Regions from separate parts of the Hordeum vulgare genome. Here region 2 is linked to region 1. The links are chromatin contacts, called in public Hi-C maps. All regions are on one chromosome and are shown on one strand. The core of a region is the stretch at or near the end of the contact, and the rest is flanking DNA. Distances in the headings are between cores, read along the strand shown. Region 1 has its middle 200 kb from the start of LOC123404715. Region 2 holds the start of LOC123404715 (gallate 1-beta-glucosyltransferase 84A23-like).

Region 1 (7,261 bases), core at 3,637-6,136:
TTTAGTTTACATGATTGTGAACTTCTTTAATTCACTTATTATTTGAATTTCAATTTAAAGTGGAATTTGAAATGAGATATGAATCAAAGATGATCAAACAGTGTTTAGCAAAATAATTAGCTTAACCACTATGATTATGGTAGCTTAACCATAGAGGTTACTATTGTTAATTACATGGGTGAGAGTAGTTGATAACGATGGGTGTTAGAGAGTGTGAGCCCATCAAGGAAATCTTGTAAACAAGGATTTGAATTCGATCGCCATAGAAGATTTGAGTTAGGCAATTGCCTCACTTAAATCCTCTCGCGAGATTTGAGTAAAGGTAAGAAGTAACCACAAAGTGGAACTAATGAAGACGAGGATGTGTTACCGAAGTTACTTCCCTTTGAGGGGAAGTATGTCTGTGTTGGAGCTGTGTGGATGCAGAATGCTTCCCAAGATGCCACTAAGGCCACCGTATTCTCCTCACACCCTCACACAATGCGAGATGTCATGATTACACTTCTCGTGCACTTGAGGGCGACGACCGAACCTTTACGAACAAGGTTGTGGCAAACTCCAGAACTTAATTGGAGGCTTCCAACAATATCATGAAGCTTCACCACAATGGAATATGGCTTCGAGGTGCCCTAAACCATCTAGAATGCTCAAACACCCGAGAGTAACAAGGTCCACAAGGGATTAGTGGGGGAATCAAATTTCCCTTGGTGAAAGTGTAGATCAAGGCCCTCTCAAGCAAACCCTAGAAGATCAACAAGTTTTGTTGGCTAGGGAGAGAGATCAGCCGGAAATGGAGCTTAGGGTTGGGAAAGGTGGTCTTCTTACCCACTCACTCAGCCTGCACGTGAGCGGTAGTACCGCTCTATAGAGCGGTAGTACCACTGCTAGGAGCGGTACTACCGCTCGGGCGGTAGAGCCACAGATCAGAGGGTAGGCAGGCGAGTGGTAGTTCCGCCGGAGAAGTACTACTGCCGACAAGAGGTAGTATCGCCTCCTATTACCGCTCAGGAACCAGTGAGGAATCCAGCCCGAGAAAACATGGGCGGCAGTAGCACGGTAGTAACAAACGATACTACCGCGCTGAACTACCGCCCAGTCCAACACAAAAAGTGTTGAGACCCCAGGGTTGCAGCACAACCAGCTGCACTAGCCACGGGCACTACCACCCAAGAGCGGTACTCCCACTGGCTAGGGAGGTACTACCAATAAGAGGTAGTACCGCTGCTGGGAGCGGTACTATCGCTAGGATCTTTCCGGGCCACAGTGGAGGCAAGGTTGGAGCTCGACTGAAGCGGGAAACAAGCATGGGTGCGAAAGAATGTGTATGTGTTGATTCCACCCAAACCTTTCCGATGCAGACCTCCTCTTAATAGTACTATTTTCCTATGACTCAAGTCCACCGACAGTGAAACAGAGGAAAGAAAAATGCTTCAATCTAATCCATAGCGGGGCATGAATCGTCTTGTGTCATATGATGAAATACGTGAAAGGCTTAGTGCACACGATTAGTCCACAAATGCATTGTCATCAATCACCAAAACCACTAGGATAGAAATATGCCCTTACACCGCGTGCTCCTCCTCGGACAGGATGACCCTCAACCTGAGGCACTGCCGTAACCGCCTCCTCCGAGGTAGTGGAGGATACGACCTCGTGCCTTCGTGATCACGGGCGACAACTCATCTTTATGGGATGACGGTTGCGGCGTGGTGGATAAGTGAGAACATCAATGCAGGCATACCGGTTGTGCACCACAGGAGACACGGGCTCGTCCTTGACACATCGGATGCGATGAGGGGGACCATACACGTGCTTTTCCTTAACGCGACTTCCGATGTGGAGGCCGCGGTTGCTTGCCGAAGATGCAGGTTCGTGCTTGACCCACCGGAGTGGGGACGCCGGCTCCCGCTTCACGCATATGCACATAGGGACAGTGGATCCTCCTTGACGCGCACCGGTAATGGTGGCGATGGGCCCATCTGACGTAGCGAGAGCTCCTTCATGATCTCCATCTCATGGACGAATGTTGCGGTCGCGCCTTCTAGTCCTTCTCATAGCCAGAGAAGCCCGCCAATGTGAACGCTGACGGGCCCGTAGAGTGAGGGTGACGGCGCCAAGATCCACCTGATGATGGAATGTCAGCGCTTCAGTGTGCCGGCGCGGAGAACCACGACTTTGGCATCGTCCCTGAGCTCGAGGAGGAGCAAGGGCTCGAGGACTAGAAGGGGGATAGGGGTGCGACTCGAGGAGGGGGAGTGCGGGTGTGTGCATCGCCAACATACGACATAAATAGCCACATTTAGGCGAAGGCTCGGTCAGCATGCTTCAATGAGACACAGTGGTGTGAGTTGGTTTCTTGGGACGCGGCGTCGGCATTGAAGCGGCGACACCCCAAGGTCGGGTTCGTCGGCGCTGCCCTCCTGTCCGACCACATCACGCGTATCAATGTTGATCGTTGCATGCTCTCGGCCACCATGAACATGACACGAAAAACAATGCAAATGTTAGATGAAAAACGCGAAAGAGACCATCAATTCACAATTATGTTAGAAGGTAAAGCACGGCCGGACCATACTATCCAGACGGTTACACACGTTTTAAGGTTTGTCCTTGGCTGAACAAGCAAACCGATTTTGTCTATCGCCACGAGGTAATTTAAAAGAAGGAAAGAGTTTAAAACAAACCTTAAAGTTGTAGATGAAAGCAAAATCAAATCGTAAACTATGAATCCCGAAAATTGGCGTTGTGAACTTATAATCCTGGCCTATTTCAAACCCTAGACATGTTTGTCACACTAGGAATACTACAGTCCCGACCAGGATAACCTCCTACTCTCACAATGAGAATTTGGGTCGGCCCACTATAACACAAAAAGAACTCATGGAATTTTAAAAACGTTCACGTATTTCTAATATTGTTAAGACGTTGAAAATGATCTTTTTCTATTTTTGGCATAAATTAAATTTACTTTTCTATTTTAAAATATATTTGAAATTCTCTTCACTTTTTTTAAGAAACTCTCCGTGTTAGCAAAAAAATCACATTTGTCAAAAAAAGTTCAGAATTTCAACAGTTGTTCACATGCTATGAAAAATGATTCAGATTTTCAAAAATTGTGTCGCATTTTTTATATAATGTTTTTGCAATTTCATAAGTTATTTGTGTTTTGGGAAACACCAAAGCATCGACCTTAGAAAACATATTTTTTGGGCAAGGAAATAATGGAAATGTAAACAACTTTGGAAATGTCTAAACATTTAATAAAGTGTGTGTACTTTTTTGAAAATTCTGAATACTTTAAAAAACAATAATGTTTTAAAAAACAGTCAATTTTTTAGAAAACTAACATTTGCTGGAACGTAATTATTTTAAAACCAGATTTCTTTAAATGTCGTGGCATTTTAAAAACGTATGTACAATGTAAATAATATTTTTGTGACTCAAACAAAAGTTTCGTCCATTAAAAAAATGTAACATTTCACGAATGTTCACGAGTTTCAAAAAATATGGTTGTGACATTTTCAGAAAGAAGTGTATACAATGTATAAAAAATTTGCGTGAGATTAAAAAATGTGGCATGCCCTTACAATAATATACTACGTCCAAAAATACATTTCGTAAGAAGTCCAAAACAAACCTTAAACTTATAGACGAAAGGTAAATCAAATCCTGAACATATAATCCCGGAAATCAACACATCGAACTTTTTAATCCCCGTCTATTTCAAATCCTATGGGTATTTAGCAAGGGCTGGCTGAACATTAGGACAAATTGGGCTGGCCCATTAGCGCAGTCGCTCGCTCGTTCGCACTACTCTGGTTATCTTTCCCTTTTTCTTTTCTGTTTTCTTTGTTTTTTATTTTAGTAAATATAATAAATTCTCTTTTACATTTTCATGATGAAAATACATAATTTTTTAAACTACACGTACCCACTTGTCTTCCTGAATTTTTATTGTGAGGACGGCTAGTGGTTATATATAGCACACGTCGTTAAAAAAGTGCTAGAACTGTTCATATATAAAATCATTCATGAAAAAGTTTAAACATTTCTTCAAACAAAAGGTGAAAAATTCTGAAATAACAACTATAAGTTTTCTAACGTAAATAATTTACGAATTTCCAAAAAGAATGTGACAAGGTAACATTTGGCCAAATACACGTTTTACTTTTTGTTAATCACAATAAACATTTATAAAACTATATGAACATTTCTTACATTGTTTAAACATTTCTTATAATAATCAGGTTTGAAAATGTGTTCCCATATTTTTAAAATATATGTTTTTTGTACTTTTATTTTGCATGTTTTACGGAAAGAAAAAATGCCTCGCGTCTGTTTGCCCCGACCCAGTCGCGGATGCAGCCTTTCGGTACTTTAATACTTCACGTTTCAAGAAAAAATAAATCCCTCAAAAATGAAAAATAAAAAAAACTTGGTTCGTGTATGTTGGGCAGGCTCAGTCACAACCACATATAACAATCCTGAAATTTGAGCTGCCACATCGAGAATTCCTGTTTGATAACGCTCTCAAGGTTTAAAATAGACCGGAATCGAACAGTTAAATGTGTCAATTTTCGGTATTACAAGTTCAGGATTTAATTTAACTTTCGTTTATATGTTTGTTTTGGACATTTTTCCTTTCCATAATGAGACTAAAATACCACGAGGTGCACACAGAGCAATTAAGCACGGCTTGGCTTCTAACACTGGCCGAAAAATTAGTCACATACTACATCCTACTGCAAAAGAAAAAAATATATCATACTTGATCAAAGTACAACGATGGATATAGGCATACAGCCCCACGCACGGGCTACGGCAGCTGTGGCCTGTGGTCTCCATGTAGATGGATCTGGATGGGTCGGACCACCGTACCATGCCGGAGTGGCTTATAAATCAGTGATTTGACGGGTTCCTGTTTATTGCAGGCACGTGCCTCATGGGTAGGTGGATGGAGTGGACAGCACCCATCTTCTAGAACGCCAGCAGCGAAACTAGGCTTGGCAAGCATGCAGTTAGGGATGGACGGGATGGGAAGTGTGTCCCATTTAATCCCATTTATTATCTAATAGTTTAATATATTTTTTGAGGAAAATAAACTACGAAGTTAAAAAAAGCTAAACAAATGAGACTTGTGGCTGCCATTTATTTGCCATTTACATCTCTATTAGTACCGTTCTTTTCCAACACTAGCTGCAGGGCATTGGTTTCTTTTCTCGTGCCGACCGCCCAAATGGCCAAATCCCCTACTATTACAACCAGCCAGGCACAGGCAGCGGCAAAAAAACAAAGGCCGGCGTCGCGGTCGATCGAGCCGGGAATATCCTGGCGGGATACACTACACCCCATCCGTCCAGAAGGTCGGCACCGAGGAGATTGCGAGCCAATGCGCGCAGCAACCGTACCTGCGGTGCGTTCAAGAAACAGCGCGCTAGCGGCTAGCCCGTAGTCGTCGTCGCTGCCGAAACGGACAAAGTGCATACCGCGACTAAGCGTGAGGCGGGTGAGGCACCTCGGCGAGGAGTCGTCTGATCGGGCAAGGAACCTTTGACTATGCGTCATTGCTGACCCGCACGGCGGTGGCGGCGCCACCTTAGGGGCCACGTTGGTCGGCCGCCCCGGATAGATGGAAAGAAGTATACAGAAAAATACGGAGTAGGATTCATTGTACATGTGCTATCACAGATAATGATCGAACGGCCTCGTTGTACATGGGCTAGCACAAAACCCGAACGCTAGCAGCTTAAGGCAACCTCCTACGTACGATCCTAAGACGATGACATTTCGTTCGGATTTTATTCGTGTGGGATGTATTTAGAGTGGCAAATGGACATTCGTGTTTGATCCGTCGTGCGTGCATCCAACGTAGCACATCCATCCCAAATTTGGTTCAGCTTTGTTCGGCTCGGTTATTTTTCCAACACATCAAGGCCGCATCACTACTAAAATAAAGTTTATAAATAAAACCTTAACAATAGCGCAGAAAAGGTGGACACCTCTAGCTACTTAGTAGTAGCGCGTGTGACGAACATGCGCTACAAGTAGGAATATGTTAGTAGGGCGTGCCGCTGACCCGAGGCTATTGCTGAGTTGTTCATCGTCATCCATCGGGGCTGCCCATAGTAGTAGCGTTTGACTAAAATCAAAGCTATTACGGGATACGTAGCAGTAGCGTGTGTGTGTGACCCGCCGCTACCAGTATGTTCGTACGGTGTCAGTAGATGAACCCCACTTAACAGCAGCGTCGGACACCAACACACTCTACTGCTGTATAGGCCCTGTTTGGATTCATGGGTTGGCGTTAGAGTTGGTTAGATTGGACCGAACTAACCCCCAAACATTCAAACAGAAGGGTTAGAGTTGGTTAGATGCATCTAACCCACACAAAAGAACTAACCCATCCTAGAGGTGCTTATTTGGGTTAGAGTTTGGTGGAGCCCAGAAAAGGTTGCTTTTCCCTCTACCTCAACCACACGAAATCCTCGATAAAGGACCCAAATGATTGGAAAAAGTGCATTTATTAACAATCTAACCCTACCATCCAAACACCTTTTTGGTTATTGTTAGTTCAGGGTTAGTCTAGAGTTAGAATCTAACTCTAACATCTAACTCGGTTAGAGTATCCAAACATGGCCATAGCTTAGAAGTAGCGTTCTTAGCCGTCCCACGCTACTTTTAATTTATCTAGTTATCTTCTTCTCCGTGCCTCACTTCCTCCCTCTCAACTCCCTCTATCTTCACTATCTTCCTCGCACCGACGCTCCCTCATCCCGGCCGTCCTCCAAACGCGACGGTGTTGGAAATATGCCCTAGAGGCAATAATAAAATGGTTATTATCATATTTCCCTGTTCATGATAATCGTCTATTGTTCATGCTATAATTGTATTAACACGAAACAGTAATACATGTGTGAATAAATAGATCACAATGTGTCCCTAGCAAGCCTCTAGTTGGCTAGCTCGTTACTCAATAGATGATCATGGTTTCCTGATCATGGGCATTAGATGTCATTGATAACGGGATCACATCATTGGGGAGAATGATGTGATGGACAAGACCCAATCCTAAGCGTAGCACTAGATCGTATTGTTCGTATGCTAAAGCTTTTCCAATGTCAAGTATCTTTTCCTTCGACCGTGAGATTGTGCAACTCTCGGATACCGTAGGAGTGCTTTGGGTGTATCAAACGTCACAACGTAACTGGGTGACTATAAAGGTGCACTATGGGTATCTCCGAAAGTATCTGTTGGGTTGGTA
Region 2 (7,443 bases), core at 3,360-5,859, 200 kb after region 1:
TATACTATGATGCATTATTGTAACATAGTTTTCATAAAAAATTCTAATATAGTTGAAAATGACACCATTGCGTACAACACAGAAAAAATACATAATATTTATATAAGATACGTTTTCATTAAATGTATGGATTAAAAGTTACATCAGTTTTAATATAAAGTAATGTTACTCCCTTTTCCTTAGGCGCCACAAACCAGAAGTATGACCCGAATGCCACGCTGATCAGAAGTATAACACCCATATGCTAAGCGCTACATAGTATAGTGTGATGACCGACTGTCAGACGCCATACAAAAAGATTAGCTGAATAAATATTTTTTAAACCCAGTTTAGTTTGTGAATTTGTTTTATTTACGAATTAATTTCGTCGATTTTGCCAGACAAATGTGTCCACCGCATTCACAGGAGTAGTAAAGATGCATTACATGCATACTCTAGTATTTTATGGGAACGGCTAAAACGAAACACGTCATTTTCGGATCGTATTCCTACGACGCAAAATTGTTTGTGTTGGTGGTAGCTTCTGTATCATATAAAAGCCCGCAAAAGGGTGATCATGATGTGGTGCAGAACAGAGTAACCAACATGTGGTGCACAAGTAACGTGCGCAGCCGCTACACTATCCAGAGAAGAGAAAAAACATACGCAGCAGCTTGATACCCGTGAATGGGGTTGTTCATTTTGAACTTGTTTGAATCGCGCTCACCGCCTCACCTATAACATTTATACCCAAACCTCTTAAATACTCTCTCCGTTTTTAAATATAAGTCTTTTAAGATATTTCATTAGAAGTCTACATACGGAACAAAGTGAGTGAATCTACACTGTAAAGTATGTCTATATACATCCGTTTGTAGTCCACTAGTGAAATTCCTTTAAAGACTAATATTTAGGAACGGAGGGAGTAGATCTTATACGACGGGCCAGGATGTCCACTCACCGTCCGCCAAGGTTTTAAATTGCCAGCTAATGGATTTACTTCCTCCATTTCAGTTTATAAGGGGGTGTTTCTTTTCAGGGACTTTTTGGTGTAGGGACTAAAAAAAAGTCCCTTTTAGTCCCATGTGAAAGAAACAGGAGAGACTTTTAGGAACTAAAATGGGGTATTTGGGACTAAAGGAAGAAGTCCCTATGGAAGAGACTTTTTGGAACTTTTTTGGCTCTTTTCTTAACAATGCCCCTACTTTTAGCATGTCATTTAATAAACTTCTAGTATATTACTAGGGGTAACATGATCTTTTTGCATGTCATTTAATGACCTCTAGTCCATGTTTAGTCCTTGGAAAAAACGGTTAGGGAGTAGAGACTTTTTAGTTTGGACTAAAAAAAGTCCTAGGACTTTTTAAAGAAACAGGGCCTAAGTCCGGCACGTGTATTTAGGTCGTTAATTTGACAAACTTAATGAGAGACATATATTACAAAAAATATATCATTAGAAACTTTAGATGTTCTATTTTCTAATGATATAATTTTTATGTTAAATAATATATTTTATATAAGTTAAATTGACGACCTAGGTACACGTGCATGCCTTATAAACTATGACGGCGGGAGTAGCTTCCTGGCTTTTCCATTGAGCTATTTGGGGCTATAGCTGGGCTATTTGAGGCTATAGCGGACTATATCGACAAGATTGTAAAGGAAAGCAAAATAGCTAGACACTGCATAAACAACAATAACGGCAGTTATAGTTGATAATAGTCAGTAATTTAAAACCCTGCCGTCCGGTCAAAAAATAATAATTCAAACGGTGTTCTAAATGCGTTTCAAACATCCGTGCTGACCATCACCCTTTATATTCAGCCTCAATAGGAGACAGATATGAGATGGTCCGGACGCTCGTCGCGTCAGCACGGCCCACCACCGCCCCCATAAAATAACCTCATCCAAAAAACCCCAGACACCGATCACTTCACTCTCTTCATCGAGTCCACTTTCGAAGCCCTTCCCTTCAATCGGATGGTTGGCGATGGAAGCAACTCCCGTGCAGAATCCGATGGCTCCAACATCAATGTGGAAGAGGTGGCCCTCCGCATCACCTTTAGGAGGTCGCTGCTCAAGCAAGGCGGCACCGACAACGACAGATCTTCTTCCTGAGCGCCCGCCGCCCGTCGACGTCGCCTGCCCTTTCCGCCCGGCACACAACTCCCCTCCGCTCCTTCAGGTACGCCGCTCACCTCCACCACCCGTTGGTCCAGAAAGTGGTACCTGGCCACTGTTGGGTCCTCGTGCCCTACGACGGGGACGGGGCACACGAGGACGTCCGATTCCGAGGCACGTGTGCGCATGTAGCCCGATGCGAGCGACAACGAGCGAGGGAGAGGTGGAGGCGATGGCTGGGCATCGGTCGACCCCGAGGACGCGCTCCTCGCGTTGGTCCTCCATCGCTCTTTGACGAAAGCGGAGATGGATGCGCGTCGCCTCCACCGCAAGAATGCCGAGGCGTTCCAACTCGTCATCGAGTTGTCAGAGCGCGAAGCAAACAAGGAGGCGACAACGAAGGCGAAGGCGGTTAGCAATGCCAAGGAGCAAGACCGCTTGCACCACACGCTATCGGGCATGAGGGGCGGCTCCAACAGCTCTCACCTGACGGACAACTCCACCTCCAACTCCTATGACGACGCACCTACGCACGTCGACGCCTACACGGAGGAGGGGCACAACCGCATCGACGATCGAATGGGGAAGGGGCCGGTGAGGAAATGGTGTTTTTCTCCGTCCTTTCTCGTTTTGTTTATATTTTAAGTATGTTTTAAGTAGTTTCTAGTATAGACTTGCCGATGAACTTCCATGAAGTATGCTTCTTTTGTCCGACAATGCCATGTTATCCGATGAACTGCGTGCTGTTCTAATTTTACGTAGCGTTATATGAATTGTATGGTTTTAAAAGTTTGGATGTGATGGAGCCACGTGAGAAAGTCAACAAATTAGGCATGCCTGGTCAGTGCTAACGGACGCACCCGGACGCGTCCGTGTTTGTGGGCTTGAATTTGCCATGTCCGGCTGCAGATGCTCTTACAACTATAGATTGGACCTTCCGATAAGGACAGTAACATTTGGTTCTTGCATGTATATGCATTCTATGTGATTTTTTCTAGCAATTCAAAAAAAATAAAAAAATAAACTTGACTTCCCATTATACTTGTGGGAAAATTTTAATAATTCTTTTACTCTTTAACTTCTTTAAGGAAAGATAAATTTTTGATCAAAATAGTATGAATAGTAACCTATAATAGCAAATATTTTTTGCCTTTTTACCCGGACGCGTCTTATTGGCTCCTCATGTCAGTCCCCCGTCACTCTTTCATGACGGCGAAGACAAATGCACGCCGCCTTCGCCGCAAGAATGCCGAGGCGTTTCGACTGGCCATCGAGTTGTCGAGGCACGAAGCAAACAAGGAGGCGACAACGAAGGCGATGGCAGCCAGCAATGCCAAGAAGCAAGACCGCTTGCTCCGCAGGCTATCGGGCATGAGGTGCAGCTCCGACATCTTCGATCTAACGGACAACTCCACCTCCAGCTCCGGCGACGACGCACCTTCGCACGTCGACGCCTACATTGAGGAGGGGCACAAACCGCGTCGAAGATCGATAAGGGAAGGGGTCGGTGAAGAAATGGTGATTTTCGCCGCCCTTCCCCATTTTTGTTTATATTTTAAGTATGTTTTAAGTAGCTTGTAGTATGGACTTGCCGATGAACTTCGATGATATGCTTCTTTTGTCCGGCAATGCAATCTTATTCGATGAACTGCATGTTGTTCTAATTTTATGTAGAGTTATATGAATTGTAAGGTTCCAAGGGTTTTGATATGATGGACCTGCGTGTGGAAGTCAACAAATGAGACGTGTCTCTTGAGTGTTAGCGGACGCACCAAACGCGTCGACAGTCGTTTGCAGGGTTAAATTTGCTATGTCCGGCTGTAGATGTTCTTACTGATAGAGATTGGACCTCCCGATAAGGAGAGAAACATTTGTTTTATTGGTGTATATACAATTTATATGATCTTTTAGCAATTCAATAAAAAATTAAAAATTTAAAAAATATTTCAAAAATAAACTTGACATCCAATTATACTTGCGGGAAAAATTTCACAATTCTTTAACCCTTTGACCTCTTTAAGAAAAGTGAAATTTCGGATCAAAATAGCGTAAATAGTAAGCTATAGTAACAAATAATTTGTCTTTTTACCCTGAAGCCAATACTATTTTTTTCCCACGAAAAATTATATGCTTGTGCAAAACAAAGTCAAATTTAATCTAAAAATACTTCTTGACTATTTGATTTTTTTTAATTATTGAAAAAAAATCTCTAACTTGCTGTCATATTCATATTCTACTATCCTGTCACACCCACCTAGCTGTTTCCCCGGAGTAATATTCATTCCAGGTCACATTCTTGCTGTACAATGAATAATGAGTATATTGTAACGGCAAAATAGTTACCACCAAATGTGGGGAGAGCCACAGAGGCAAACTTGACCCCTCCTGCTTCGCCTAGACGGCACAAAACTGCTGGACAAGTATCATGGCACGTCGGACGGCATCGCACACGTCACGACCGAACCGATTTCCGTATAAATGCGGTAGCTAAAGAGTAAGCCCCCAGTGATCATCTGCACCAGTGTAGCCTCAGCTCAGTATCAGGCAAGAAGAGAAGACGACATTTATTTCCGCCCCTCGGGATCTCGATAACAGCCGGACAGCCATGGGCGAGGAAGCCCCGGCCGCGGTCACCGCGGCGGCGGCGGCGACGTCGTCGGCGCCCCACTTGCTCCTCATATGCTTCCCGGGGCAGGGCCACGTCAACCCCATGCTCCGCCTCGCCAAGCGCTTCGCGGCCAAGGGTCTCCTGGTCACCTTCTCCTCGACCTCGTATGTTGGAGGCAAGATCACGGCCTCGTCCGGGGTGGAGGCTGGAGGCGACGGCGTGCCGCTCGGCCGCGGCCGCATAAGGTTCGAGTTCTTGGACGACGATTTCGACGGGAACGAGCTCGACGCCCTGATGCGGCACCTGGAGACGTCCGGCCCGGTGGCGTTCGCGGAGCTGCTGAGGCGCCAGGAGGCGGCGGGGCGACCGGTGACGTGCGTCGTCGGGAACCCGTTCCTCCCGTGGGCGGTCGACGTCGCCCACGACGCCGGCATACCCACGGCGGTGCTGTGGGTGCAGTCGTGCGCCGTGTTCTCGCTCTACTACCACCACGTGCACGGGCTCGTGGAGTTCCCGCCCGAGGACGACCTGGACGCGCGGGTCAAGCTCCCGGGGCTCCCGGCGCTGTCCGTCGCCGACGTGCCGTCGTTCCTGCTGCCGTCGAACCCCTACAAGCTCCTCACCGAGGCGATACTGAAGCAGTTCCGCACCATCCACAAGGCGTCGTGGGTGTTCGTCAACTCCTTCGCTGAGCTGGAGGCCGACGTGGTGGACGCGCTCCCGGGCGTCTCGCCGCCGCCGCCGCCGCTCATCCCCGTGGGCCCGCTCGTCGAGCTGGAGGAGGAGGGCGCCGTGCGCGGCGACATGATCAAGTCGGCAGACGACTGCGTGGGGTGGCTGGACGCGCAGGCGCCGCGCTCCGTCGTGTACGCGTCGCTCGGCAGCGTCGTGGTGCTGTCCGCCGAGGAGCTGGCCGAGATGGCGCACGGGCTCGCGTTCACCGGCCGCCCCTTCCTGTGGGTGGTTCGGCCGGACTGCAGCGCGATGCTCCCGGAGGGGTACCTGGACTCCGTCGCCGGGCGCGGCATGGTGGTGCCATGGAGCCCGCAGGACCTGGTGCTCGCGCACCCGTCCACGGCCTGCTTCCTCACGCACTGTGGCTGGAACTCCACGCTGGAGACGCTCGCGGCGGGGCTGCCGGTGGTGGCGTTCCCGCAGTGGGGCGACCAGTGCACGGACGCCAAGTACCTCGTGGAGGAGTTCAAGATGGGCGTGCGCATCGGCGCGCCGCTGGGACGTGACGCCGTGCGCGACGCCGTGGAGGACGCCGTGGCCGGGCCGGACGCCAGCGCGATGCTCGAGAACGCCAGGGCGTGGAGCGCGGCGGCGAGGACAGCCGTAGCGCCCGGCGGGTCGTCGGACCGCCACGTGCAGGCGTTCGTAGACGAGGTGGTGGCGCGAGCCAGCGGCGCGCGGGCAGATAAGGAACCCGTGGCTGGGGAGCAGCAAGGTTTCGGTTCATCTTCCATACGTTGAAATTAAGGAATCTTTCAGCCATCTTCATTGAAAAAATGTGCAGAGATTTCTAAAGCTCAAAAGCGAGACACAACCGAAGCAGCTTTGTCTAGGTAGGCGGCTACGTTGGCGCACAGAGTTGGAAGCGTCGATTGGTACGAGCATCGCCGCCTAATTGAAGTCAATCGTCGACGCTAGGTTGGGAGTCTTGGAGCTTGGCACTGAAGTCTCAAGATACTGCGAGAGCCAAAGCTAATAATCTCTTCATCTTAAAATAAGTTTCTCAACTTTATATTATATGAAAATATACAAAGTTGAGACATTTATTTTAAATGAAAAAAGTAATAATTACATTGGTATTCGTAGCATGATATTTCGTTCGGTTTGATAATCTTGTTATATTTGTTGTAAGTCATACAGAGAGCCAGGCAAGCTATACATTTCAATTAATTGTGTCTATTTAAATAGTAATTTAAACCCTCCATGGAAATTAAAGAGGCCATGTTTTGTTCTTATTACAATGGCCCTGTTTGGATCCATGGGCTAGAGTTAGTTTGAGCTAGTTTGGATTCAACTAGCCCTAAAGTATCCAAACACAAGGGTTAGATTAGAGCTAGTTGCATCTAACTCACCTAAAAAAAACTAGTTCACCCAAAAGGTGCTAATTGGAGCTAGTTTTTATGGGGTTCATTAAAAAATATTTCTCTCTCTCTCTTCCACTAGCCAATAAATGCTAATTGGAGCTAGTTTTCATGGGGTCTATTAAAAATCACTTTTCTATTTCCATAAAGTGCATCTATTGTCAATCTAACCCTTCCATCCAAACACCTATTTGGCTAGAGTTAGTTTATGGTTAGTCATGAGCTAGAAACTAACTCTAACCACTAGCTAAGCTAGAGTATCCAAACAGGGCCAATGGTGCCCGTGGGCCAGATGGTTTATCGTTTCTATTCTATCATATCTTTGTATCCAAACAGGGCCAATGGTGCCCGTGGGCCAGATGGTTTATCGTTTCTATTCTATTATATCTTTTGGGAGGTAATAAAAGCTGACTTTATGACAATGGTGAGAGTTTGAAGGTGGTAGGTTAGATATGCATAGACTCAACTTTGCGCTGATCATTTTGATCCCAAAAGAGCCTGATGCCAAGCATATGAAAAAGTTCACACCTATTAGCCTGAGTAACTGTGCTGTAATTTTTTTCTCTAAAGTTCTTATCAATAGATTATCTCCCAATCAAACTGCTTTTATTAAAGGGAGATACATTCTTGAAAGTGTTG

The links. Hi-C and Micro-C count contacts between places; a contact is called where the count stands out from the background.
Region 2: a contact with region 1 is called in a Hi-C map of seedling, with 6 times the contacts expected there. The contact joins the promoter of LOC123404715 here to the enhancer-like site in region 1. A contact is called at or near these places in 3 of 6 Hi-C or Micro-C datasets (leaf and seedling) and 1 of 1 datasets of contacts at active chromatin or transcription factors (embryo).

The regions. Positions count from the first base shown.
Region 1 is chr6H:165,779,920-165,787,180 of MorexV3_pseudomolecules_assembly, forward strand. No RefSeq gene overlaps it. Among protein-coding and RNA genes, the nearest start is that of LOC123404715, 200 kb to the right of the region's middle. Within about 2 kb of position 4,887, at least 3 of the 3 cell types and tissues checked have open chromatin away from gene starts, as enhancers often do. A contact at or near this core is called in leaf and seedling, where this site is marked.
Region 2 is chr6H:165,979,164-165,986,606 of MorexV3_pseudomolecules_assembly, forward strand. LOC123404715 (gallate 1-beta-glucosyltransferase 84A23-like) reads left to right here and starts at 4,610. Exons shown (of 1, transcript XM_045098662.1): 1 at 4,610-6,622. The coding sequence starts at 4,706. The coding sequence ends at 6,184.